Regions from separate parts of the Mus musculus genome. Here all the other regions are linked to region 6. Evidence: chromatin contacts called from public HiChIP or PLAC-seq and promoter capture Hi-C data. All regions are on one chromosome and are shown on one strand. Each heading gives the region's core, a stretch centred on a gene start, on an enhancer-like site or on the middle of the called end of the contact. The rest is flanking DNA. Distances are from core to core; before and after follow the strand shown.

The links. Promoter capture Hi-C pulls out the DNA fragments that hold promoters and counts their contacts. HiChIP or PLAC-seq counts read pairs in DNA pulled down with a chosen protein or histone mark.
Region 1: a promoter capture Hi-C map of embryonic stem cells shows a contact between it and region 6, with 4 times the contacts expected there. The contact joins the promoter of Sdad1 here to the promoter of Parm1 in region 6. A contact is called at or near these places in 2 of 39 promoter capture datasets (cranial neural crest and embryonic stem cells) and 1 of 484 Hi-C or Micro-C datasets (palatal mesenchyme).
Region 2: a contact with region 6 is called in a promoter capture Hi-C map of embryonic stem cells, with 5 times the contacts expected there. The contact joins the enhancer-like site here to the promoter of Parm1 in region 6. A contact is called at or near these places in 17 of 39 promoter capture datasets (the 3T3-L1 cell line, 3T3-L1-derived adipocytes, the HPC-7 cell line and 10 more), 1 of 15 datasets of contacts at CTCF or cohesin (embryonic stem cells), 14 of 484 Hi-C or Micro-C datasets (embryonic stem cells, lens fibers, muscle stem cells and 3 more), 2 of 115 datasets of contacts at active chromatin or transcription factors (craniofacial prominence and embryonic stem cells) and 2 of 9 other capture datasets (embryonic stem cells and pancreatic islet).
Region 3: a promoter capture Hi-C map of liver shows a contact between it and region 6, with 2.4 times the contacts expected there. The contact joins the enhancer-like site here to the promoter of Parm1 in region 6. A contact is called at or near these places in 9 of 39 promoter capture datasets (the 3T3-L1 cell line, 3T3-L1-derived adipocytes, frontonasal cranial neural crest and 4 more).
Region 4: a contact with region 6 is called in a promoter capture Hi-C map of the HPC-7 cell line, with 3 times the contacts expected there. The contact joins the promoter of Naaa here to the promoter of Parm1 in region 6. A contact is called at or near these places in 8 of 39 promoter capture datasets (the 3T3-L1 cell line, the HPC-7 cell line, cranial neural crest and 4 more) and 2 of 115 datasets of contacts at active chromatin or transcription factors (astrocytes and pancreatic cancer cells).
Region 5: a contact with region 6 is called in a FOXA1 HiChIP or PLAC-seq map of pancreatic cancer cells. The contact joins the promoter of Cxcl5 here to the promoter of Parm1 in region 6. A contact is called at or near these places in 1 of 39 promoter capture datasets (liver) and 1 of 115 datasets of contacts at active chromatin or transcription factors (pancreatic cancer cells).
Region 7: a promoter capture Hi-C map of second pharyngeal arch cranial neural crest shows a contact between it and region 6. The contact joins the promoter of Nup54 here to the promoter of Parm1 in region 6. A contact is called at or near these places in 3 of 39 promoter capture datasets (cranial neural crest, embryonic stem cells and second pharyngeal arch cranial neural crest) and 1 of 115 datasets of contacts at active chromatin or transcription factors (bone marrow-derived macrophages).

Annotation. Positions count from the first base shown.
Region 1 is chr5:92,308,421-92,311,632 of GRCm38.p6, forward strand. Sdad1 (SDA1 domain containing 1) reads right to left here and starts at 1,604. Exons shown (of 22, transcript NM_172713.2): 1 at 1,372-1,604. The coding sequence starts at 1,461.
Region 2 is chr5:92,237,430-92,240,883 of GRCm38.p6, forward strand. It overlaps Ppef2 (protein phosphatase, EF hand calcium-binding domain 2), which reads right to left. Exons shown (of 17, transcript NM_011148.4): 11 at 1,316-1,714. Among named protein-coding and RNA genes, the nearest start is that of Ppef2, 17 kb to the right of the region's middle. Within about 2 kb of position 1,467, at least 12 of the 459 cell types and tissues checked have an H3K27ac peak or open chromatin away from gene starts, as enhancers often do. A contact at or near this core is called in embryonic stem cells, where this site is marked.
Region 3 is chr5:92,168,319-92,171,466 of GRCm38.p6, forward strand. Uso1 (USO1 vesicle docking factor) reads left to right here. Exons shown (of 24, transcript NM_019490.1): 8 at 2,355-2,475. Among named protein-coding and RNA genes, the nearest start is that of Gm25290, 23 kb to the right of the region's middle. Within about 2 kb of position 1,548, at least 5 of the 459 cell types and tissues checked have an H3K27ac peak or open chromatin away from gene starts, as enhancers often do. A contact at or near this core is called in liver, where this site is marked.
Region 4 is chr5:92,276,708-92,279,886 of GRCm38.p6, forward strand. It overlaps Naaa (N-acylethanolamine acid amidase), which reads right to left and starts at 1,474. Exons shown (of 11, transcript NM_025972.4): 1 at 1,205-1,474; 2 at 212-376. The coding sequence starts at 1,425.
Region 5 is chr5:90,757,804-90,760,821 of GRCm38.p6, forward strand. It overlaps Cxcl5 (chemokine (C-X-C motif) ligand 5), which reads left to right and starts at 1,495. Exons shown (of 4, transcript NM_009141.3): 1 at 1,495-1,757; 2 at 1,886-2,021; 3 at 2,164-2,247; 4 at 2,650-3,018. The coding sequence starts at 1,640. The coding sequence ends at 2,710.
Region 6 is chr5:91,516,280-91,519,768 of GRCm38.p6, forward strand. Parm1 (prostate androgen-regulated mucin-like protein 1) reads left to right here and starts at 1,421. Exons shown (of 4, transcript NM_145562.2): 1 at 1,421-1,678. The coding sequence starts at 1,636.
Region 7 is chr5:92,433,376-92,436,696 of GRCm38.p6, forward strand. It overlaps Nup54 (nucleoporin 54), which reads right to left and starts at 1,824. Exons shown (of 13, transcript NM_001359995.1): 1 at 1,629-1,824; 2 at 847-1,008. The coding sequence starts at 1,695. It overlaps Gm42114 (a long non-coding RNA gene), which reads left to right and starts at 1,236. Exons shown (of 2, transcript XR_880431.3): 1 at 1,236-1,607; 2 at 2,218-2,694.

The DNA.
Region 1 (3,212 bases), core at 354-2,853, 790 kb after region 6:
ATGCACACACACACCACTGGTGGGGATAGAGTGGGAGCACACACACACACACACACACACACACTCGCACACACACAGCTCATGGTGCGGATGTCCATGGTAGAACCACTATGGACAAACTAAAACTGGCCTTCTACGGCCTGGTTTATAATAAAAGGACTCTGATCAAACACCATAGACACACTTGCACATTTGTGTTTACTGGTGCACGAACCACGGCAGCAAGAAGCAGAGCCAGCCTTTAAGTCCATCAACAGAATGTGTAGTGAAAATGTGGTACATGCATTTAGTTTTTTCCAATCAAGAGCTGAAACCATGACAACAGGAGGAAAGATGTTAAGAAATTAAACCAGACTCAGAGAGGTAGCCTGTTTCCTCTCAGAAGCAAAAGTCAGATTTCAATTTAGTTTGTGACACAAGTTAGAAAGGGGAACCCAGTAAGAGCTTATGTTTAATGTGTATTGAGAGCTTGCCTACTTGTATGTGCGTGTATACATATGCCTAGTATCCAGAGGCCAGAAGTCGGGTGTCGCATCCCCTAACACTAGAGCAACAGATGGTTATGAGCTATCATGTAAGTGCTGGGCCTTGAACCCAGGTCCTCTGGAAGAACAGCCAGTGCTCTTAACCATTGAGTCAACTCCCCAGCTCTGGAAGAAGAGACCTTAAAGGGATGCAGGGAACTGAAATAAATGTGATGTGTATACAGAAGTGAAGTGGGGGCTGTCTGAGGAGAGAAGGGGACCAGTAAGGGGGGGGGGGAGACAGGGAGGATTGGGAAGGGCGGTGTGTAAGAAGACAAATAATAAAGGCAAAGGCGCGTCTTAATCTATCTACCAGGTTAAGAGTACAAAGTCACGGCCTTCATTTCGTGGTTCTTATGAATTCACACACTTGGAGTATGCCATGCCCCTCACAAACTGGACCTAACAGAGTTTTAGACCGCACATTTCCCTCAAAGCATTTTTTTCAAATCTAGCTCAGGGTGACTCCCAGGGAGTTTGAACTGTGGCTTAACTACATCTTCTACACTCTTGACTGTGGGGTGGCCCTGCCATCTGAGAACTCCTTGCTCTTCTTGGCAGAGCTTGGGGCACTCGGGAGAGGCCGTCTGTGGAAAGCATGTTTAACACACGACTCATCGTATGCTAGGGGCTAACTCGAGTTTTTGCTCTGAGGCGGCCAACGGACGTTACCGGCCCACGTCGGCGAGGCGGGCGGATAAACCCGGAGGCAGCAGGTTTTAGGGTGTGTTTCAGTGTTGGTGGGGTCTGCATGTCCCGTCCCCCGTATCTCCATCCCCCGTCCGTTTCCTCCCCAGGCCCCCGGAAGCACACCGGAGCATCCCGGGGAGCCGGATCCCGGTCCCACCTCCTCCACGTAGGCCGGCGGGTCCCGCTTGATCAGGTTCTGTAACTGCGGCAGGTTGCTGGGCAGCTTGTTGTTGTTCCTGCCGGACATGGTGGCTGTGGGTGGGCTCCCTGGCGAGCAGTGCTTGGAAAACGTCCGCCTCTGTCAGTCGCAGCCCGGGCCCCGCGGCAGCTTAGACTCGTGGGTCCCAGTGTAACCGGAAACGGCACGTGGGACACGCCGCTTGCCCGACCGAGCTACGGAACGCTCAGAGGATCAAACTTCACCACCCTGCTGCAACTCTTTGTAGGCGTCTGCACGCTATCGGTCCCTGCCGGTGGACAACCGCTACTGGTTGTCACCAAACTCTGGAGCAGGTTTCCTTATCTCAACATTCTTTTCCACTGAAAACAATTTTTATACAATATATTTGATCATGTTCTTTTTCCTCCGCCAATTCCTCCCAGTTCTCCCCATCTAGCTCAGCATTCTTATGGTGGCCCAAATAAATGAGGATTAATATGGGACTCAGGTATGACAGCATACAACTGTAATCCCTGTACTCAGGAAGCTGAGGCAGGAGCATTATATTTGTTTGGGGCAAGCCCGAGGCTTACTCTGTCTCAAGAAAAACGACAGAAATTAAGCAGGGGCCTGGGGACTGGTTCAGGTGTCCTATCTCATAGGAGACCCTAGGTTTCTTCTCCAGCTCTCCATAAACTGCGTGTGTTGGCTCATGCCTGCAACCCGCATACTCAGAGAAGAGGCGGCGGGAGGGTTGAGACTCCAAGGTCATCCTCAGTTACATAGGAATTTGAGAGAAACCTGAGATACATGAGATCCTGTATTATAAAATGAGGATTAGGGGCTGGAGATGGTTTAGCAGCTAAGATCTGGTACTGCTGTAGGGACTCAGGCTCAGTTTGCAACACACGGTGGCTCTCAACCATCTATAGTTAACTCCAGCTCCTGAGAAATGTGTGCCCTCAGCAGGTGCCTGTGCTCACAGCACACATACCCACACAGAGTTGCACACACATCACTAAAACAAAAACCTTGTCAGAAATGAGAATCATTTTCTTTTAGGCTGTACTAAAGGTAGAAGAAAAAAATCCATGAGGAGTATGCTTAGAGAATATGTTTTAGAGAATGGCAAAGAGCAGGGGTGGAGGTTAGATTGTTTTTTTGTTGGTGTTGGTTTGTTTGTTTGGTTTTGTTTTTTGAGACAGGTTTCTCTGTGTAGCCTTGGCGGTCCTGGAACTCACTCTGTAGACCAGGCTGGCCTTGAACTCAGAGATCCATCTGACTCTGCCTCAGGAGTGTTGGGTCTTAAAGGTGTGTGCCACCACCGCACCCAGGCAACTCTCTTAATTCTAACCACAGAGGGGAAAACAGCTGTTGGATGGTAACTAGGTTTTTGTTTTGTTTTGTTTTTGTTTTGTTTTGTTTTTTTCGAGACAGGGTTTCTCTATGTAGCCCTGGCTGTCCTGGAACTCACTCTGTAGACCAGGCTGACTTTGAACTCAGAAATCTGCCTGCCTCTGCCTCCCTACTGCCGGGATTAAAGGTATGCGCCACCACTGCCCGGTAGATGGTAACTAGTCTTACACTAATAGATGAATCAAGGTGTTATTATTCTGTGTAACCTAAGCAGTTTCCTAGATCAACTTCATCCAAGGTTACCTGACACCATGTTAGAGCCCAAATCAAAAGAAATTTATAATCATATCTGGATAAGTCCTGAGGACAGTTAGATCAAGAGTGCTCGTGAGGGCGTTAGTGTTCTATGAGGGGATTTTTCCTTCCAGAGGCCGTCAATGTTTGTGGAATGTAGATGGCTAACTTCTAAAGTTTTTCCCAAT
Region 2 (3,454 bases), core at 217-2,716, 720 kb after region 6:
TTTTATGCTGTGGTAAAACACTGAACAAAACCAACTTGAGAGGAAGAAGATCTGAGAGTTCTGGGGCAGCAGTTCGGGTTCTAGCCTCTTGTCCATACTCAGGTTAACGACGTTGCGTGTCTGGCACAATGAGGAACTATGGGTTTAGGATGATGATACAGAATACCCTCTTAATGTACTTTTAAGGAAAATGCACTTGATTTATAAGTATCTGCACATTAGTGGGTCACAGATTGCAAAACTTCATTTTAAACTTCAAGTATAAGTTGGTCTTGGAGCCCAGAGCAATAACTCTGGGAGAATGTGATGTGTGCTTCTTGCCCTCCTTTGTCCAGACAGTGGCTACTTCTGCCCACTTGAGCTCTTAAAACAGCCTGAACTCTTTTCTTTATTGGATGAACCTTATGAAACGCCATTTTTATAGATGACAAATGACTCCACCATCAAATTTTTATATAACTTCCCCAAAACCACCAACATCGTCTCCAACCTGGTTACCAGGTGTGCCTGTATTTTTATGTCAACTTGACACAAGCTAGAGTTCTCAGAGAGGAGGGGACCACAGTTCAGGAAATGTATCAGTAGGATTGGCCTCTAGGCAAGTCTGGACTGTTGTCTAGACTAACAATTCCTAAGGGTGGACCCATCCCACAGGGACTGACACCTTTCCTGGACAGGTAGTTCAGGGTACATTAGGAAACAGTCTGATCATTCCATCAGGAGCAGATCAGTGAGCAGCATCCCTCCATGGCCTCTCCATCAGATCCTGCCTCCAGGTTCCTGCCCTGCTTGAGTTCCTGCTCTGAATTTCCTCAGTGACAGACTATGATGTGGAAGTGTGAGCAAAATAAGTCCTTTCCATCCAAGTTATTTTTGGTCATGGTACTGCAGCGCAGTAATAGAAACCCTAACTAAACAGCAGCTGGGTGTGGTAAAGGACATAGTTTTAGAGATCTGGGGAAGCCCTTATTTTTCTGAAAAGAGAGGACAGAAGCTACTGACTAGTTCTGACCTTGTGCGGGAGCTGCCAGCTTGCTGCATGGGAAAGTATCCTTTAAGTGGCACCTAACTTGCATCCTCAGCTGAAGCCAAGTCCTGAAACAGGTATTCTTGGGCAACGGTCCCTAGCAACCTCTCCCCATTCATAACAAAACGTCAACATGAGTTACTAAACAAAAGTTAGTGTCCTGGGGTTTTCTAATTCCTTATAGAAAGTGGGGCCTCAGGAAACCACCTGCATTTATACAGGAGTTTTGATCTCTTCGCTCCCCCTACAGCAGATAAACTCTCAGAAGCAGCACCTGGCCACACTCACCTGCTTCCACTCCTCGGGGGTGGGTTCCAGCACCCCTCCCCCATCAGCAACACAGTCAGCATCTGGGGCCAAAGGCAAGGACTCCCCCTTCTCTCTGATCCCCAGGAAGCCGGCTTGCTGCCGGCACTGTTCCAGTTCCAGGTCCACTGAGCGCCGCACCTGCCCCCGCCGGGATAGCTCCTTGCTGTTAGGGGAGCCACAGGGGATGCTGCAGGACCTGCCGGCTTTGTAGGCCTTAAAGCCAGAGCCCAGGTGAAAAGGCGAAGAGGGCAGAGAGCGGCTTTGAGGAAGAAACCACGGAGTAGGTTTCTGTCCAGAGCTTGTCTGGTTATCTTTTCTCTTCTGCTCCTCTCGATTCTCACTTTCCTTTCTTGTTTTGCACCTCATGGTAGAAACAATCTAAATGTGTCAAATAAATACATAAATAAATAAATAAACAAGCAAACAGACGGACACACACGCAGGCACGCACCACGCAAAGACTTACAAAAATGAAATGGTAAGTCCTTTCAGACTACTGTTCTGGGATCCAGGTCAGTCCTAAACCTCTGCTCTGTGCAGTTTTCCGGGGCTATGACAAGCTTGATGGCAACCCTTATAACTTTGCACAGCAATTCCACCTAGCCACCACATTCAAACACGCAATTGGCAGGCTGATATTTCATGTTTAAATTACTCACATTTAACATATTTTTGCAAGACACATAGTAACATTTTGTATCACCAACGGAAAATTGAGTGCTATGTGGGTCACTCCTGTGTGCAGCGCATCCACGCTGTATACACGGCCTTCAGATCAGTCACATAACCTAGGTTTTCTGATGGACATACACAGCATTACCATGCCGTTTTTAAGGACCCTTCTGCTTAAAAAAATATACCCACAAATGGAACGGTAGTGATGTAGAGTCGGAACCTGGGCATGAAACATGGACGGGCAGATCATGGTTCTGACAGGGTACCCAGAGAAAAACAAAACATCTATTCTACGCGGGGTTTGGCGCCATCTGCTGTAAGTCTTGGATTGCATGGATTGCTAGACCGGTAGTGTAGAATAGGGAAAAGCAGTCAGGTAACCGGAAATGCTTGACCCGTGACCCTACCTTGTTGCAGAGGGACAGGGGAGAGGAAGCGGGAACCCTTTCAGCTGGAGCCCCACCGTCTCATCGTGGCGTTGGAACCGAGTTGAAAAATAAATACAAAACATTCTGTTCTCGGGAAAGACAGCAATCCGGCACGGAACTGCGTGGCAATGAACCCAAAGACAGTAGCCGTGCTTGGGCTACAGGCAAAGCTGAGAAGGCCATCTTTGCAAGGCTAGGCATGCGCACAGAATGCTCCCTCCCCATCCCGCAAATAGATCCAGAAACTGTGAGGTACAAAGAAGAGCCACCCCTGGGTGGGCTGGCCTAGGACAAGAACAAAGAAAGGTCCTGGAGAGGGCCCACGGGATGAATATGTCTTGGAAAGAGACACTCCGTGTAGGGACAGTGAGGCTATCATTTCCTAGCAGTTGGAAGAGAGAAACTGCGACCACCTGGTTCCTACTCAGTCCCTCCTCACTAAAGACAGCAAAAGCCAGTCACCAGTGACACCCCTATCACCTCTCAGGAAACTCTAAAGATTCCGTCATCAAGTCCTAGCTCTGAGTCTCTAACTTTGATTCTTTTTTTTTTTTTTTAACAAGGCTGTTGTTGTTTTTTTTTTTTAAGATTTATTTATTTGTTATATGTAAGTACACTGTAGCTGTCTTCAGACACTCCAGAAGAGGGAGTCAGATCTCATTACAGATGGTTGTGAGCCACCATGTGGTTGCTGGGATTTGAACTCTGGACCTTCGGAAGAACAGTCGGGTGCTCTTACCCACTGAGTCATCTCACCAGCCCTCTAACTTTGATTCTTAAAGAGACTTCGGATGCTGGTGTATTGAGCCTTTCTGGTGAGGTGCCACGGTGCAAAATTTCTGTAAGTCAACCTACTTTCTCACCAGCTCCTAGTGAGAGAGAGCTTCATCATTTACAGACAGCCAAGGAATCCGAGGCACAGCGATACCAAGACTCTCCCAGCACTGGATCCAGTGAGTCTGACTGGAGCCCCATCTCTTTCTTTGCACTCTTCCCTAGGGCTCCCCAGGTTGTC
Region 3 (3,148 bases), core at 298-2,797, 650 kb after region 6:
ATAACAATATAACTTACAGAAACAAATCTTTATTTTATATTTAAATTATTTTACATTTGTTTTTACAAATGCCTACCTCGGTTCTTTCATTTCTTTCCTAGAGCATATATACTCTTTGTACAAATTAAAATGATTACATTTTCATGCAAGCTTATCAGGTACTTTGATCTGTCCCACCCAGCACCCCCTGCTGTCCCACCCCACCATGTGTTCAGTCTATTTTCTTTAGCTCTTGGCTCTTTCTTCTAACTTTTTGCCTCGGTTTTTATTTGAAGCAGATGAAATGATTGTCCATGTTTTCTTTTATTAATTTTATTAATGGAGCTTAAGTTTTATTTTTGTTGTAACCTCTGATATCTTAGTTTTATATGTTTTATAGGTTTTTTTTTTTTTTTAGTTTCAGCTAACCTATCAGCAAAGTAAGAGGAAAATAAACTACTAATAAATGTTGATATTGAAAACAGGTAAACCCTGTAGGTGCTGTTTTCCCGCCTTCTAAATGGCATGACATCTAGGTGTGGTAGAACATGCCTTTAGCCCCCAGCACTCTGGGGACAGAAGCAGGGGATCTGCGGGAGTTTGAGGCCAGTCTAGTGTGTATAGAGTGTTCCATGGGAATAGTGTGGCAGAGGGATCCGAGATACTGTTATTCTACTTTGCAGATAAGTATTCTGAGACATGGAATTTGTGCACTTTGCTTAAAGTCATACAACTAGTAAGTAGGGCATTTAGCTTCTGTCCACTTTATGAGACTCAGAGTTTGTATGACTTGTGTAAACCTTTCTTTTTCCTTTTAGGCAGTTAAAATTCAAGTTGGCACCATTATGTTGGCAGATTTGACATTTAAATTTTATTTTACCTTTCTTTCATGTTAGTATTAAAATTTGAAAATCCGGGGAAGGGGTGAGATGAGGCCAGCGAGTTGACAGCCTTCTTAACCTTGTACAGACGCTTAGCTGCCACCTGCCACCGTGGCACTCCCATCCCTGTGTGGCAAGCCTCTGAAAGCGGCGGCTGTGCTTTTCCCCTTCATGTATTTATTGTCTCTTTTATCTGTGGTCACTGAGCGGCTCAGAAGGACTGGCTGAGTGATAGATGCTGAAGTAGGAAGTGAGGAGTAGGGCTGGAGCGGTGGCTGAGCAGGGCAGAGCATGGCTGCTCTCCCAGAGGAGCTGGATTCATCCCCAGCACCCGCGTGTTAGCTCTCAGCTGTCTGTAACCCCAGTTCCAGGGATCCTGTGCCCTCTCATGGCCTCCACAGGCACTAGGCTTGCAAGTGGTGTACAGGCATACACACAGGCAAAACACTATACACAGAGAGACGAGTAATAAGGAGTAATGTAAGCTTTTTAAGTGATAAGTGCCAAAGCTATATAAACAGCTCAATACACTGAAAAAAACTGAAAGCCAGGGCACAGACTTAGTTAACCTTTGTTTGTTTGTTTGTTTGTTTATCTGTTCTGTAGGTTTATCTGACATTCAGAGCTTAGGTTTCATCCACACTGACTAGATTTTGAAATGTGTAAACAGGGTCATAGGTTATCATGACACACTATGGGATATTTCTTATTCCTTTGGCCCAGACAGCTTAGTTGTTATCTGTGCACAGTCCCCATGTGCATCTGGAGGCTCCCTACACACACCTGGAGCCCCATCTCCTCCATGACACATCCAGATTTCGGGTGCCTGTGGCATGCTTCTTGAGGCCTACTCTGTGACTGCCTGGGAATGTCAGTGGTGCACTCCTGGATCACACCTTTTTGGTGGCAGGACATCCAGTCTTCTTGCCACCCTTCTTTGTGGGAGCCATTTTTGCCAGCCACAGGCCGGAAAAGACTGTGGGAGAAAAACCATGCTACACGAACCTTCTGCAAACTTTCTTACAGGGTGTGAATTTCCATTTCTTGTTTTTGCTGATTTAAAATCAAATTGTAGGAATTTGGGAGCCTGATTTTCAAGGTATCCTGAACTCTGTAGAAATTCTGTTAAAATGTGGTGGTGGTATTTCATGATTTATATCATCATTTTGAGAAGAGTAAATATGAGAACTTTATAATCCTTCTCGGCTTGTGGAAATTACATGGTGACAGATAAGAGTGAGAATTGTGTTCTTACTGTATGTAGCTAAGAAGAAACTTGTTAGATGTAACTCTTGCCAAGGTCCTGTTCCTATGTGACCTATGACCGTCAGGGGAGCTGAACCGTCTCTGCCGTCTATGTCCTTCTGTATATAGAGAGCAAAGCAGGTGGATTTGTAAAGCCCTGTTTACTGTAGGATTCTATGATTTTAAAGTAATTTTTGGGAGTCCAATAAATTTCATACTCAACTGAATGCCACCTTTCTTTTCTATAAGGGCGTCTTACTACTGCAGGCATTAACAAGGAGCAATGGAGCAATCCAGAAAATTGTTGCTTTTGAAAATGCTTTTGAGCGACTGCTGGACATTATTACAGAGGAGGGGAACAGTGACGGAGGTAAGAGTGAGACCGTGCAGACTGCTGTGTAGTCACTCACCATGTCTTACAGCAGCACACACGCCCCTCTTCCCAGCCGAATCGATTCCCGGGATCAAATGTCCGTGTGAAACTCAGATTTTCACAGATTCCAGTCTTTTCCAGGGAGGGGACCTGGAAATGTCAGTGCGACAGGAGTCCTTAGCAAATTATCTCCCCAGTAGAGGAAATGAAGAGCTGTGAACAGCTAGGTAGAGAAGAAAGGCAGGAGTCTGTTCGCCTTGTGAGTGCACTGTGTCAGAGACAGATGAGCACATTCACGTCTTCAGAGTCAGAATGTATTGATGACAACTGCCAGGGCATTGTCATTTCAGAGGCAGCAACTTCCAGATGCTCCCACTCTGCCAAGGAGGTTCTTTTATTGAAGTTCTAATTACTAATATTAACTCACAGATCATACAGAACATAAATGTATAGACTCAGTAAATGTGTAGACTACAAGAGCTAAGGGACGACAGCAGAGTTAGAGGTCTCGGAGGCCAGGGAAAGGGAGAGAGCACAGAGTCTGTATGCACATGAAAATCAGCCAAGCTGAGCTTCTCAGAGAGCTGCAGAAGTCACAGCTGCTCCAGGGACTAGTCTGTGCCTCGTGGTAGACTTACAAAGCTGATGCTGTTCACCTGTCTCTTGGGGG
Region 4 (3,179 bases), core at 224-2,723, 760 kb after region 6:
TTGGGTAGAGCGGCTGCTTCCCTCTGGAAGTCCACCAGACACATGCTGCTCTGATTTCCCTGGGGAGTCAGAAACCTAAGGTGACATGTAAACTTCAGTCATTATCTCATCTTCACCAAGCGAACATATCTCCTCCATTCATTATGGGTGACAGGAGTCCCCAGTAGGTGGCAATTAGTTGACTTTAATCCACCTAGCACGGGGCACTTACGCGGAAGCCTCGTAGGCCAGGTTGACCAAGATACCGTCAGCCAGGCTGAGGTTGAGCGAGTCACAGATGCTGCGGATCTCGTCGGTGAAGGGCTGAGGCAGGAAGCTCTCCACCTTCGACACAATTTCTCCGACCATCCCGAGTACCCACTGGGGAACCCTGTCGCTAGAAATGAAAAAGTACGAAGTTTGTTTCTCGTCTCAGAGCATGGACAGTGCACGTATGCGTGGACGAGGCGGGAGGAATGTTGGGAATCTAGATTACTTTCAGAGCTGCTCCATTCCCAGCGTTCAAACCAGCGGGAATAAAGTGGGCATGATAGTGCAGGGCTGTAATCCCAGCTACTCAGGAGGCTGAGGCAGGAGGATTGTAAGGGCAGTTTATGTTTCACAGCGAGAATCTCTTTCTTTTTTTCTCACATCATAACATTTATATTCATTATTTGGGAATTTCATACAATGCAACCCGATCACACGTTCCTCTCGAGTCCACCCTCCCACCTTTGCCTTACCCCTCAAACAAACAAACAAACAAAACAACAACAAAAACAAACCACCAAATCCAATTTATGTTGTCCATATACTCATATATGTATAGTCAAACTCCCAGCGAGACTTTCGAAATGAAAAGTATAAGGGCTGAGATACACCCAATGGTAGTGCAATCACCACTACCTCCAGTGCCAACCTCCATGTAAGGCCAGCCAGGCTGGTCCACGATGCGGAGTTTCCTGGGCTGCATGCCCTACGCTGCAGCTTAGCATACTGGGTGACACCTTGCGCGTTACCCTGACCCGGAAAATGTGTGGTAAACGCGCGCGCCGCAGGAGGCTCCGAATTTGAGAGCCGAACTGGCCTTGCTGGGTCAGCCACCCGCTGGGCGCTGCGCAGAGCAGTGGGGAGGGCAGCGGTGCAGCGGTGAGAGGGTAGAGGTGCAGCAACGAGGGAAGAGCAGAGCCTGACTACAAGTTCACCAGACCAGTCCCGCGCTCACCCAATGACCTGCGCCACCGCGGTGCGCAAGAAGTCTGGGTCGTAGTGCCGCAGCATCGGCAGCCAGCGCTGCTCCGGGGCCGCGTCCAGACTGACGTTGAAGAGAGGCGGAGTCCCGGGGACGACAGCCGACAGCCAGGGACCGGACAGCGACAGTAGCAGCAACAGAGCCAGGGCCAGGTGTGCCCCATGGCACGCGGCCCTGGTGGCTAGGGTCCCCATAGCTCCGGCTTCTGAGGCCACCACCGGACCAATGAATCTTTGCTGTCCTGGGGAGGCGGAGTGGGAGGCCTGGGGCGGTGCTGGCACTGAAGGCGGGGCCTGCGCTCCACCCGGTCAGGAACCCAAGCACTGACACCGCCTCCTGCCCCAGCGGGATTAAGCCTGCTTCTCACTCACAGCTAGAGGCAGTATCACATCTCTGTGTAAAAGGCCGGGAGTGGTTGTACTTAATAACCTGGTGATTTGTGCTATACGTAGGGCCAGACCTCACCCGAACCCCCTAGACTATACTTCTATCCTAGACTTCCCAGACTCGTAAGCATTGTTTCTCAGTCAATAGAACCTATCCTTACGGAAGATGTCACATGCACTTTGTAGTTTGATGACTCTATGAAATATGTATGCCCAAGACCACACCCGATCCTGCCCAAGGTCCTTAAGATGCCGTAAGCTTTACTGTGCACATGAGATTGAGATAATTGTTACCAGGAAACGTCTTTTCCCTAAAATTGCGCTGTACTTAAACACCTAAAGTTCAGACTCTGTTTCAACCAGCGCCGGTGTACTGGATGGTTCTGTGTCAACACAAGCTAGAGCCGTCAGAGAGGCGCCTCGGTTGAGGACAATGCTTCCATGAGATCCAGCTGTAAGACATTTTCTCAATAAGCGATCGATGGGAGTGGGCCCATCCCTTTGTGGGTGGCGCCATCCCTGGCCTGATGATCCTGGGTTCTATAAGAAAGCAAGCCGAACAAGCCATGAGGATGGAGCTAGTGAGCAGGCCGAAGGACCCCAGGGCTAGTCCACCCCAGTGGCCTCTTGCTGGGATGGAGCTAAACTGCACATTCAGCTCACCCAAGTCAAGTGAGCAGCATGTTCAGTGAGAGAGCAACGCTGCCTCAGGAAAAAATCCCTGCCTGCAGTGGAAAGTAACAAAGACCCCCATGTCAGCCTCTAGCCTCCATGTGCACACACACACACGTGCACCGCCACACAACACACACACAAACATGCTAATGCTGAGTTACAGTCAGCAAAAGCACAAACTGATACTCTATGCCAAATTTTAAGATACTAAATAATACTGTGCTGAAGACACACACAGGAGCGTGCGCGCGCGCACACACACACACACACACACACACACACACACACACACACACATCTGAGATTAGCAGCACTTGAGGGAGGGGTCATGGTGAGTGCTTCAGTTCCACTTTTTGGTTCTCTTCTTATACTGAACTTCCTCTCTGTAGGCAGAACATAGCCCAGACTGACCCCACCCTCCTGCTCCTCCCGCTTGAGCCCTGGGTACTGGGATTACAGGCGTGAGCCAGAAAGCCAGCCTCTCATGCTTTCACTTATAAAACAAAAGCAACAAAAAAGCCAGGATATTAACATTGGATTGGTAAATGTTTCCTTGTGCTCTATATATTTGTATGTTAAAAAGTCGTGATTATAAAGTGTTTTTATTGGGCTGGAGAGATGGCTCAGTGGCTAAGAGCACTGACTGCTCTTCCAGAGGTCCTGAGTTCAAATCCCAGCAATCACATGGTGGCTCACAAACATCTGTAATGGAATCCAATGCCCTCTTCTGGAGTGTCTGCTACAGGGTACTCATATACATTAAATAAATAAATCTTTCAAATGTTTTTACCTTAAAAAAAAAAAAGGTGCAGTACCCCTGAAACAGGAAGCTGTATTTTTACTCCGAATTTCCTTCCCTAGTGATTCCTTTAAACTTCCACTCTTGC
Region 5 (3,018 bases), core at 245-2,744, 760 kb before region 6:
AAAAAACAGTTTCTTTCCAGGACTATATGTGTAAGGCTGTCATGTTTACAGACTTCCTCTGCCGGCCTACTACATGGCCAGAGGTTTTGAGAACCATCCAGAGAGGAGATCTGTTAAATCTCTATAAAGAAAGCCAGGGCACCACTTAATGTTATAACCGACTGCCTTGGTATGAAGGCCTTTAGTTACAGGAAGTCATCTCATCTTTCATCACCAGGTGGCCCCTCCAGGGTCCCCACCCCCAACCCCCGCCAAGCCCCTGGGGAAAGCATCCCTCCTCTGAACTCCAAGAAGTTGCTTGGAGGGAGTCAGAACGGATGCTATCTTGCTGGCAAACTGAATCAAACCCTTGCACCAAACTCGCAGATAAGTCCCACGGATGAGTCCCTCAGCTGCACCAACCTCCTTTAGCTTCTACCCACTGTCAAATCCCTATCTGGCAGGGGAGCCACATTAGAAAGCACAGCAAGAAGCCCCTGGTGTTGCCTCCGGCTCCAAGCACAGGACAGACTGCTCCTAACTGAATGGCAAAGGGTGCAAAGATTTTATCTTCCTCCCAAAGCAATTTGCTGAGTCATCTGTGAAGTTGTTCATTAAGCCAAACAATTACAATAGCAGGGCTTCCAGTAAGCAGCTTTTATTTTGAAGGCCATTCATGCAGCTGGTTTAAGTGGAAGTCAAAACACTTTCATAGTTTCTTGGCTTTCAAAGCTGGCAGAATCCCAAAGAATCAATAAGTAATCCACACACAAGGAGAGGGCAAGGTTTCTTTCTTTCTTTCTTTCTTTCTTTCTTTCTTTCTTTCTTTCTTTCTTTCTTTCTTTCTTTCTATTTATTTATCTTTTCAAGTCCGGGATTACATTTCCTGAATAAAAACAGTCTTCGTTTTAAAAACACACATTTCAAATGTATTTTTGTTTATGAGCATGTGTATGTCTGCTTATCTGTCTGTGTACCAAGTAGATGCATCTGCCCCAAGGAAGCCAAAAGACGACGGACGTGGGGTTCCCTAGACCTGGGGCTAGAGAAGCTTGTGAGCAGCAATGTGGCAATGTGGTCCTGCATGGGTGGGTGGGTGGGGAGCCAAACCCTGGACCTCTGCCACAGCAACCAGTTCTCTTAAAGGTTGAGCCATCTCCCAGGTGTCAGCAATAGTGTTTGTAGTAATAACAGTTAAAGACCTGTGGAAGGTTTTCTAAAGTCAAAACTCCTTCCTTTGGCTCCAGTCTTCCTACAAGGAAAAGAAGGGCATCCTCAGAGCTCTGTCCTGCCTTAACTAGCCCTGACCTAGGAGAGGGAAAGGTCCTCTAAAGGAGTCTGACCCAGAGCAGCAGCCTTCTGTTCCCGGGGCAGGACTACAAGCATTCTCCTCCGATTTGGCAAAGAGCCACTCCTCCTAGCCATCCTCCCGCCCCAATCCCATTGCCCAGCCCCTCTGAGCCCCCCACCTCCTAACTCCAAGTCCAGGGAATTTCCCCAGCATCTTCAAGCTCCAGTTTCCTGCCTGAAGGAAGAGAGAGAACAGATAAAAGGGGTGCAGTGGGTTTGAGAACACCATAGTGCTCTGTAGAGCCCCAATCTCCACACCTCCTCCAGCATATCCCGAGCTGGTGCTCCCTGGTCCGGGATCTTGTCCACAATGAGCCTCCAGCTCCGCAGCTCCGCCCGCATCCCCAGCGGTTCCATCTCGCCATTCATGCGGATGGCGCCGCTGGCATTTCTGTTGCTGTTCACGCTGCCGCAGCATCTAGCTGAAGGTGAGGGCGCAGCACCTGCGTGGCGCAGGGTGCCTGACCCATCCGGGCGGGCCATCGCAGTCAGCGGGTCCCAGGAGCGGGGAAAGGGGCTCTTCCAGCATCCTCCTATAATCTTGTCTCTTCCACAGCTGCCCCTTCCTCAGTCATAGCCGCAACGGAGCTGCGTTGTGTTTGCTTAACCGTAACTCCAAAAATTAATCCCAAATTGATCGCTAATTTGGAGGTGATCCCTGCAGGTCCACAGTGCCCTACGGTGGAAGTCATGTGAGTTCTGACTGTGTTCTGGGTGCAGGTGATCTTGGGAGATGGAAGTCCAGGACACCCCCTGCCCTACCCACATCCCTTATCCCGGATTCTTCAGTCACCCGGGCTCACCTGTGCATCCTCTTTTTTTCCTCCTCCGCAGAGCTAAACTGAAAAACCAGAAGGAGGTCTGTCTGGATCCAGAAGCTCCTGTGATAAAGAAAATCATTCAGAAAATATTGGGCAGGTACTTGCTATCTTAGTCTCTGCAGCGGGCAAGGTCCTTATTCTCCCTGTATGAGTTGAGGCTCCCATCCCACATTCGAAACTGAGCTTAGAATAAAAGGATTCAGAAGGGAAAGTTGTTATTCTGGGATGTTGCAATAACCCAAAACTCATCTCTCTCTCTCTCTCTCTCTGTCTCTCTCTCTCTCTCTCTGTCTCTCTCTCTGTCTCTCTCTCTGTCTCTCTCTCTCTCTCTGTCTCTCTCTGTCTCTCTCTCTCTCTGTCTCTCTGTCTCTCTCTCTCTCTCTCTCTCTCTCTCTCTCTCTCTCTCTCTCTCTCTCTCTCTCTGTGTGTGTGTGTGTGTGTGTGTGTGTTAGGATAAACTGAAGAATTTTAGTTACTGATATAAGTCTTTTCTCAACAGTGACAAAAAGAAAGCTAAGCGGAATGCACTCGCAGTGGAAAGAACGGCCAGTGTTCAATAGAAAGATTTCTGAGGACTCTGACCCCAGTGAAGATAAGAAGAAAGGGCTGATTCTCTCCACCCACGGATTTTCTTTATGAACTCCCTGCTTTGATGAGAAAAGGGAAACCATTGTCCCTGAAGCTTCCTGCTCATCTCACAAGTGTATTTAGCAAAAATATTTCCTATTCTTTCCTATCTGTCACACTATCGGAAATTGTGATACTTTAGTGTGTAAGTCAAGAATCATTGGTTGTTAACCTTTCAAAATGTCTTGAACTGAAGGTGACTATTGCATTGTCTCCGGAATATGTATATGTATATGTATAT
Region 6 (3,489 bases), core at 171-2,670:
GCTTTTGCTTGCAGTATCGTTTGCTTCCTATACCGACAGGAATCAGTACATGTATAGAGAAGAAGGACAATTATGAGCCCAGTGTAGTCTATTGCGAAAGTACTGCCAAGATCTGGGAGTGGTGCTGGCGAGGTGAGGCTGAGAATTGGCCTGGCTGCTGCTAAAGTGATGAACCCAGGCTGAGAGAGAGCGGGTCCTGTTACAAGATGGAAGACGACACACCAAACGACAGGAAAACAGTTCTGCAGAGCTGCTGAGGGCACCAAATGTTCCAATGCCTTAGGAAGGGTCCCTTTTCTCTTACAACTGTCAGCTCTAGTGACCAGGGGCCACCAGGTTCAGACTGCACCAAGCTGAAGGATGTGGCATGCAGCCCGTATGAGGACTATGAATGTCTGAGGTGCAGGGGGCGCAAAAAGAATGAAATGAAAGGCCAGGTCTGACTCCACTTTGGAGAAGCCCTGATCTTTGGGGAGGCATTCAATATGGAGAAGGAGCCCCCGGTGAAAAAGATCTGATTACCCTTCCCTAACTATAAGGCCTGGGCAAGCACTTAAACTTAAAGTTACTTCCTACCCAGAAAATGAGGATACTTGCCTGTATGAGGATACTACGGGAAGTAAATGACTTGGGTAGTATGTGAATGTACATTGTCCAACACATAGCCTATTGCCATTTCTCAGAAATTATTGTTATCTGTTATTATTGTTTATTAGCACTAATTATTATTACATAAAACTTATTTTATTATTATTATTACATTGTTTTCATAGGCCTGATGTACAAACAATTCTTACAAACTATATGAACATGACACATTCCTTAATTTCTAATGCCTTTGATTTCTTACCTGGGAAATAGTAAGGTTTATGTCTCTGGGTTAGTAGAAGGAACTTTAGCATAGTAACTAATCAGACGGCTGGTTCAGTTATCTGGGGATCATATATATCACCTGATAGTGGTATTTCTTCTGGCTAGGAAGTTGAATAGGCACCAGGAAGTGCGGTGAGAGTTTAATGTACACAGAAGGCTGTTTGCAGAAATGAAGGGAAAAGGTCTTCATCCCATACTTGGAAAGAAATGTGTTGATTCTCTGAGGTGACCTCGAGGTCGCCTCTCTAAGGGTAAGGAGTTTTCATAAGCGACCTAACGGCAGGGACCCACTCACACTTTGTTTTGCCTTAGCTTCCAGGACAGTGCAAAGCTCCCTGAGCTGTGGCTGAATCCACTAAAAGCTCAAGTCTAGCTCCCGCTGTCCAGCAGAGGCCGCTCTGGGCCGGGACTCCTGGGACCTGTGCGCCAGGAGAGAGAAGGCCAGGGGGTGGCCCTGTCCTCGCAGGAGGGCCGGGTGGGAGGGGTTTGGCGACGGCGCAGGCGGGCCCTGGGCTCAGGCAGCTGGGATGGAGCAGAAGTGCGCCTGGCGCCGCAGGGCACACAGCTGACTCTCCGCGCCACCTCCACTTCGCCTTGCGCCGCCAGACACCGAAGCTGCCTGGACTCGTCGCGCCTGGCGTCCCCGCTCCTCCCGTAGCCCACCCGGTCCGAAGAGGAGCTGCCGGTGCCCCGAAGCACTTGGTCAGACCCAGGAAACTCTTCTCTAGTCGCATCCAGCTCGGTACCGAGCACCAGAGTAATATGGTCTGCAAGGTGCTCATCGCCCTCTGCATCTTCACCGCAGGTACTTGGCGCGGTCCTAGGAAGAGCGGGGCATGGGGGAGGCAGCACAGGGTCCGGCTGATGGGAAGAGGGGCGACACCAAGAAATAAGCCACCACTGGAGGGTGGTAGGTCTGCAGGGGTGTGCGCACTTAGATTTGAGGTGTGCGGTTTTGGCAGTCCTGGAAGGGAGGGACGTCTGGGTCTTTGCTGTGGCATCCTGGGCCCCCCACAAATTCGTTCTCTGTGAAACAGGTGGCCGGCTAGCTGGCGCCTTAGAACACAGAATTCCGCACGGAGAGGAAAGGTTTCTGTGGTTTCTCCTTTGCTGGGGTCTCCGGGGAGCACCTGCTACAGCCCCAGACATCACTTCTTGCCAGTGGTTTGTCCGGACGTGGGATACAGAGGCCAGGCAGGGGTCCGACAAAGCTGCTGCTAGGAGGGCTTCATCATGGAGTGCGCTCAACCCGACTGGTTAGCGCTCTGGGACTTAGAGGTCTCTGGAACTCCGGGCGTCCCTTTTACTTAGGCTCAGGGATGATGCGGCACAAACAAGTCACAGGGGCAGCGGCCCAGGTTAGGGTCAAGCTTATGATCATTGTTTGAAGATTGCAGGTCTACTGTGGCCAAGAGCCTTCCAAAACTGTGGCCCTCTGTATGAAACTAGTAACTTGGGTAAAAGTAGGATACACACCCCCTTTTGCCCCATCCGGGTCTGTCTATCTATCTCACCCGGGTCTAGGGACTACTTGCAACCACGACCTTGGGCATTCAAGCCAAGCCGACCCGCGGGCTGCAGAGATGAAACCAGGCACCACCTTCTGGAGTTGGGTACCTAGGTTTTTGTCCAGGAAGAACGTAGCCCAATAAGGACTATGGATTCGGGACTATACTCGGGGTCTGAGGGTGGGCGGGGGAGAGTAACCCAAGAGAGTAGTCCGGTCTGTTTATCCAAGAATGCCCCGAAGCCTCCTAGTACAAGCTGATTGGAGATTCAAGCTTTAGTCCGTGTGTTTCCCCTCTTGAATTGCCTGGGTTCCTGTAAATGTGCCTCCCCACCCCCACTCAAGGAAAGTCACAACTCCTTGAAAAGAAGCTAGAAGCTTCCCTGGGGCTCTCAGAGGATAAGACAGTTTATGGGAAAGTTTCCCAGCTGAGCCAATAGCCTGATGGTGTTTTCCCTACATGCTAATGTCTGAGAGAACCTTTCTGCTCCGGGATCTGCAAGGTCTGGAGACCTGCCTGCGGATCTTTCTGGAACATTCGGCTTCCGTGGCGCAGCCCTCTTGAGAGAGGAGCCCTTAGATATGAAAGTGCAATAGCCTTCTCAGCTGGATTGCTGCCAAAGGTAGTTCCCTGGTCCTCAAAGGATAGATGTTTACAAACGGATGCGGAAGGGAACCCATTCAGGAAGCCTAGAAAACATGCACTTGGCTAATGGATAGATTTTGTTTGCTGAATTGATTTTGCCCCTTTATCCATTTATTTATGTATTTATGTATGTATTTATTTATTTCCTTAATATTTTTGAACATCTCTGTTCAAAATCAAAAGCTGGCAAATCAAAAGCAAAAACGGATTAATCCTAACAAGAAGCTCGAATAAGATGATTTACTGACTAGCTGACTGACTGATTGATTGATTGATTGATTGATTGACTGATTGGCGCATGCTTGATTGGTTGATTCTCTAGTCTTACTGTTCAGCTGTTTTCTGCTGAGAGACAAGCATTGCTCAATCCCCTCCCCCAGAGCCAGGTGGCTGCTGTTTCAGAGACTGGTTGAGCAGCCCCAGCTCTGTGCCCTCCAGGCTTCTAAGTGGGAGCAGAGCCATC
Region 7 (3,321 bases), core at 574-3,073, 920 kb after region 6:
TGGCACGGGCAGCAGTGGCTTGACGGAACATAAACTATGGACAGTACATTCATATACGAGCAGCTGAGGATGGAGAGTTTTCTAAGAGTCATACGGATGTCGAGCTCACATAAGCCTAACTTAAATTGGGTCGTACACATCCATTAATTTGTGTTCTGAAAAATTTCAGTGATCTTCAAACAAGCCACAGATTAAAAAAACCAAAAAACCAAAAACCTTCATCATCCTCTTTTTGAAAGTAAAAGATGCCGAGCCTACTTTTTAGAACTCAGTGTTAATTGGTAAATTAAAACTACTCATGGAAAATTTCCCAAAAACCCAGCAAAGAATCCGGGATTCTTTCTACAATTATATATAGAAATACATCCTAATATATTGAGTTAATGCTAGAAAAACATCGTTACAGTTTGAAAAACAAGACAGGTCGCTGCTGTTCGTATAAGACTTGTTTCTCTTGGAAACACAAGGACAATAAGATGAAATCCCAATGAAATATGTATTAAAAAATGAAAAATGACTGCAGGAGTCCAAGAATCCCAGGGAAACGCTTACCTTCTGCTAAAGCTAATGTTTTAAAAAATATTCGGTTCCCAACTTATCATTTGGAAGCTGTGCTCTGTATCATTAAATGAAAATCCAACCAAGGTGCATTCTAATTCTTTAAGGCTTTCCAAAACCCACATCTTTTAAAGCAGCCAAAACTTTAAATATATTTGATTTGATCTTAGGAAATAAACCCCTTTCTTTATTAGACAAGTGCCATTTCTTCCCCCAAACTCTAGGGACATCGGAACATTCTTGGACTCCAGCCCCCATACTCGTTACACACATGACCCCAGTATCTACCTGCACTCGCCAGACTGTTACCAAAATTGAACGGAGTCGCCGAGGTAGTAGAAACACCGAAATTCCCAATATTAAAGTTCACTGCAGGGTTAGCGGTTAATCCGAAACCCCCAAAATTAAACCCACCGGCGGTGGAGTTGGCAGTCTCAAGCCCACCAAATCCTGATAGTCGTGGAGGCAAGAGAAACAAAAATTTGAAAAGGTGAGAGGAGGGAAAGAGAAAAGGAGAAGAAAGAAAGGTAAGAATTACAAGAATCAGCAAGAGGTTTCACAGCGTGAACAAACCTGACCTGCACCGGATCAGGGGAAGAAAGCCAAGGTGCGGACAGACAGAAGGAGCGAAGGGCAGCACGGGCGGGGGCCGAGCATCCCCCCCCCCCGGGCTGGGGAGGGGACAGAGGGAGCTGCGGGCAGCCTGGCTCCAACTTTACCCGTCTGGACCTTGAGGCTGAGACGGACGAGGGGACGCGGGGTCCCGGGAAATGAGAGGGGCGTAGCCTCCGGCCTCTCCTGGGCGGACACCCCAATGGCGGGAAGCACCGCGGCGGCCGAGCCACGCGGGTTGAGCGTGCTGTGCGAGCCCCAGGCTGAGCCTGAGCAGCCCGCGGCCCTCCCACCGCCACCGCCGCCGCCACCACCGCCACCGCCCTCTCCAAATGACTCCAAGGTGTCCCGAGTGCCAGGGCAACCCCGGGACCCCCCAGCCGGACCGATCGGATCGAGGGGGCGGGCCCGAGGCTTTGGTTCCTTGGAGGAAGAAGGTAGGCCCAGGGCTGACTCACCCGCCGGTGCCGCGGTGGCTGTAGAGGTGCCCGAAGTGCCCGAAGGAGCCCCAAAATTGAAAGCCATGTCGCGGGAGCAGCACTTAGATGGCCCCGGGCTCGCGCGGCGCGACGCCCAGTGCCCTCCGCTCTTCTGTCCGGCTGGGAACCGTCAGGCGGTCCGTACCATTAGTTCCGCCTCCTTCCCGGTCTAAGCGGAGCAGGCAGGAACCAAGCAAGGATGGAGTGGGTGGGATGATCGAACGGGAACGCCTACCACCGATCACTTCCGGGGGTGTGTTTGTGGCTTTCACGTGGTGTGGGGCGTCACCACAAAGGGGAAGTGATGAGAAGTTGGACATGGGGTGTTGTATGGTGGCTCTCTGAAGCCACTTTAGAGAAGTGACAGTGTGCAGGGACCGCGTGAAAGTACTGCCCTTACCTCTGAGGAGCGGTCCTTCCCGGAGGAAAGGAGGTTTGAGTAGATAAAGCAGTTGAGAAAGAGGCATTCGAGAGTGATGGAAAGATGATGGCGATGGTGGTAACACGTGTGTTAGCTATGTGGAATGCACGCTAGTAATTGTTTTTGCATATTTTTTTAAACCCCCAGCTGCGTTTCAGACAGTTTACTACTATTGTCATTGACCAAGAAGAAGGGCTGACCTCGATGAAGCAAATGGGCCCACTAACTGGTAAAATCTGTGCCCTGCATCGCACTTCTGGGGAACATTTAATCCTCAACTACACAGAGAAGATTTCTGTCGTTGACTAATTGGCACAGACGAGACAGGAGGACTGAGGATTAGAGTTGCAAAGCAGCATCCCCAAAGTCACTTCGCTGGTTTTTCTCTACTTAGCCCCGATTCTTTTCTCCTTTTAAAAATATTTATTGTACATGGCACTGTGTTACATTAGGACATCTTGATACAAGTTTATGTTGTATTTTGAATATATATTCCTACTCCTAAATTTTCTGTCTTCTCCCTGTCTCTCCCATTAGTTCCCTAGTAATTTTACTTCATTTTCCATGTCATATGATTTATGTGTTTAATTAAACCTAGGAATCATAAATGAATTTTTTTCCTTCTGTGACTGGCTTAATTCACTTAATAATGTTTATCTCCAGTGATATTCAGTTTTGTGCAAATGACAACATAACTTCCTTCTTAGGGCTGAAAACTCTTTTGAGTATATACCATCCTCTGTTTCTGATCCATCCCTCTGTTGTTAGGCAACTAGGTTTGTTAACAATTGTGACTAATGCTTCAGTAGAGATTGATATACATCTATGTGATAGACTAACTTGGAGTCCTTATAGACATAGCTGGGTCATGTGGTAGATCTAATTTTAGTTTTCTCAGGAACCTCTTTGCCCCATTTTGTGTGTGTGTGAGAGAGAGAGAGAGAGCACATGCATGTGTGGGAAGAGTGTATACACACATATGTGCACACGTGCCTGAAGGCCAGAGATTGACATGGGTGTCTTCCTAATTTACTCTTAATTTCTAATACAAGGTCTCTCAATAAATCTAGATCTCATCGCTTATTTGGCAAGACTGTCCAGCCAGCAAGCCCCAGGGGACTCCTGATTCTGCCTGCCCAGTGTTATGGTTATACATGAATGCCACTGTGCTCAGCGTTTGTTTAATTTTAAATATGGGTGATGAAGATTAAACTCATATCCTCAAACATTAACAGCAAGCACTGTACTGAC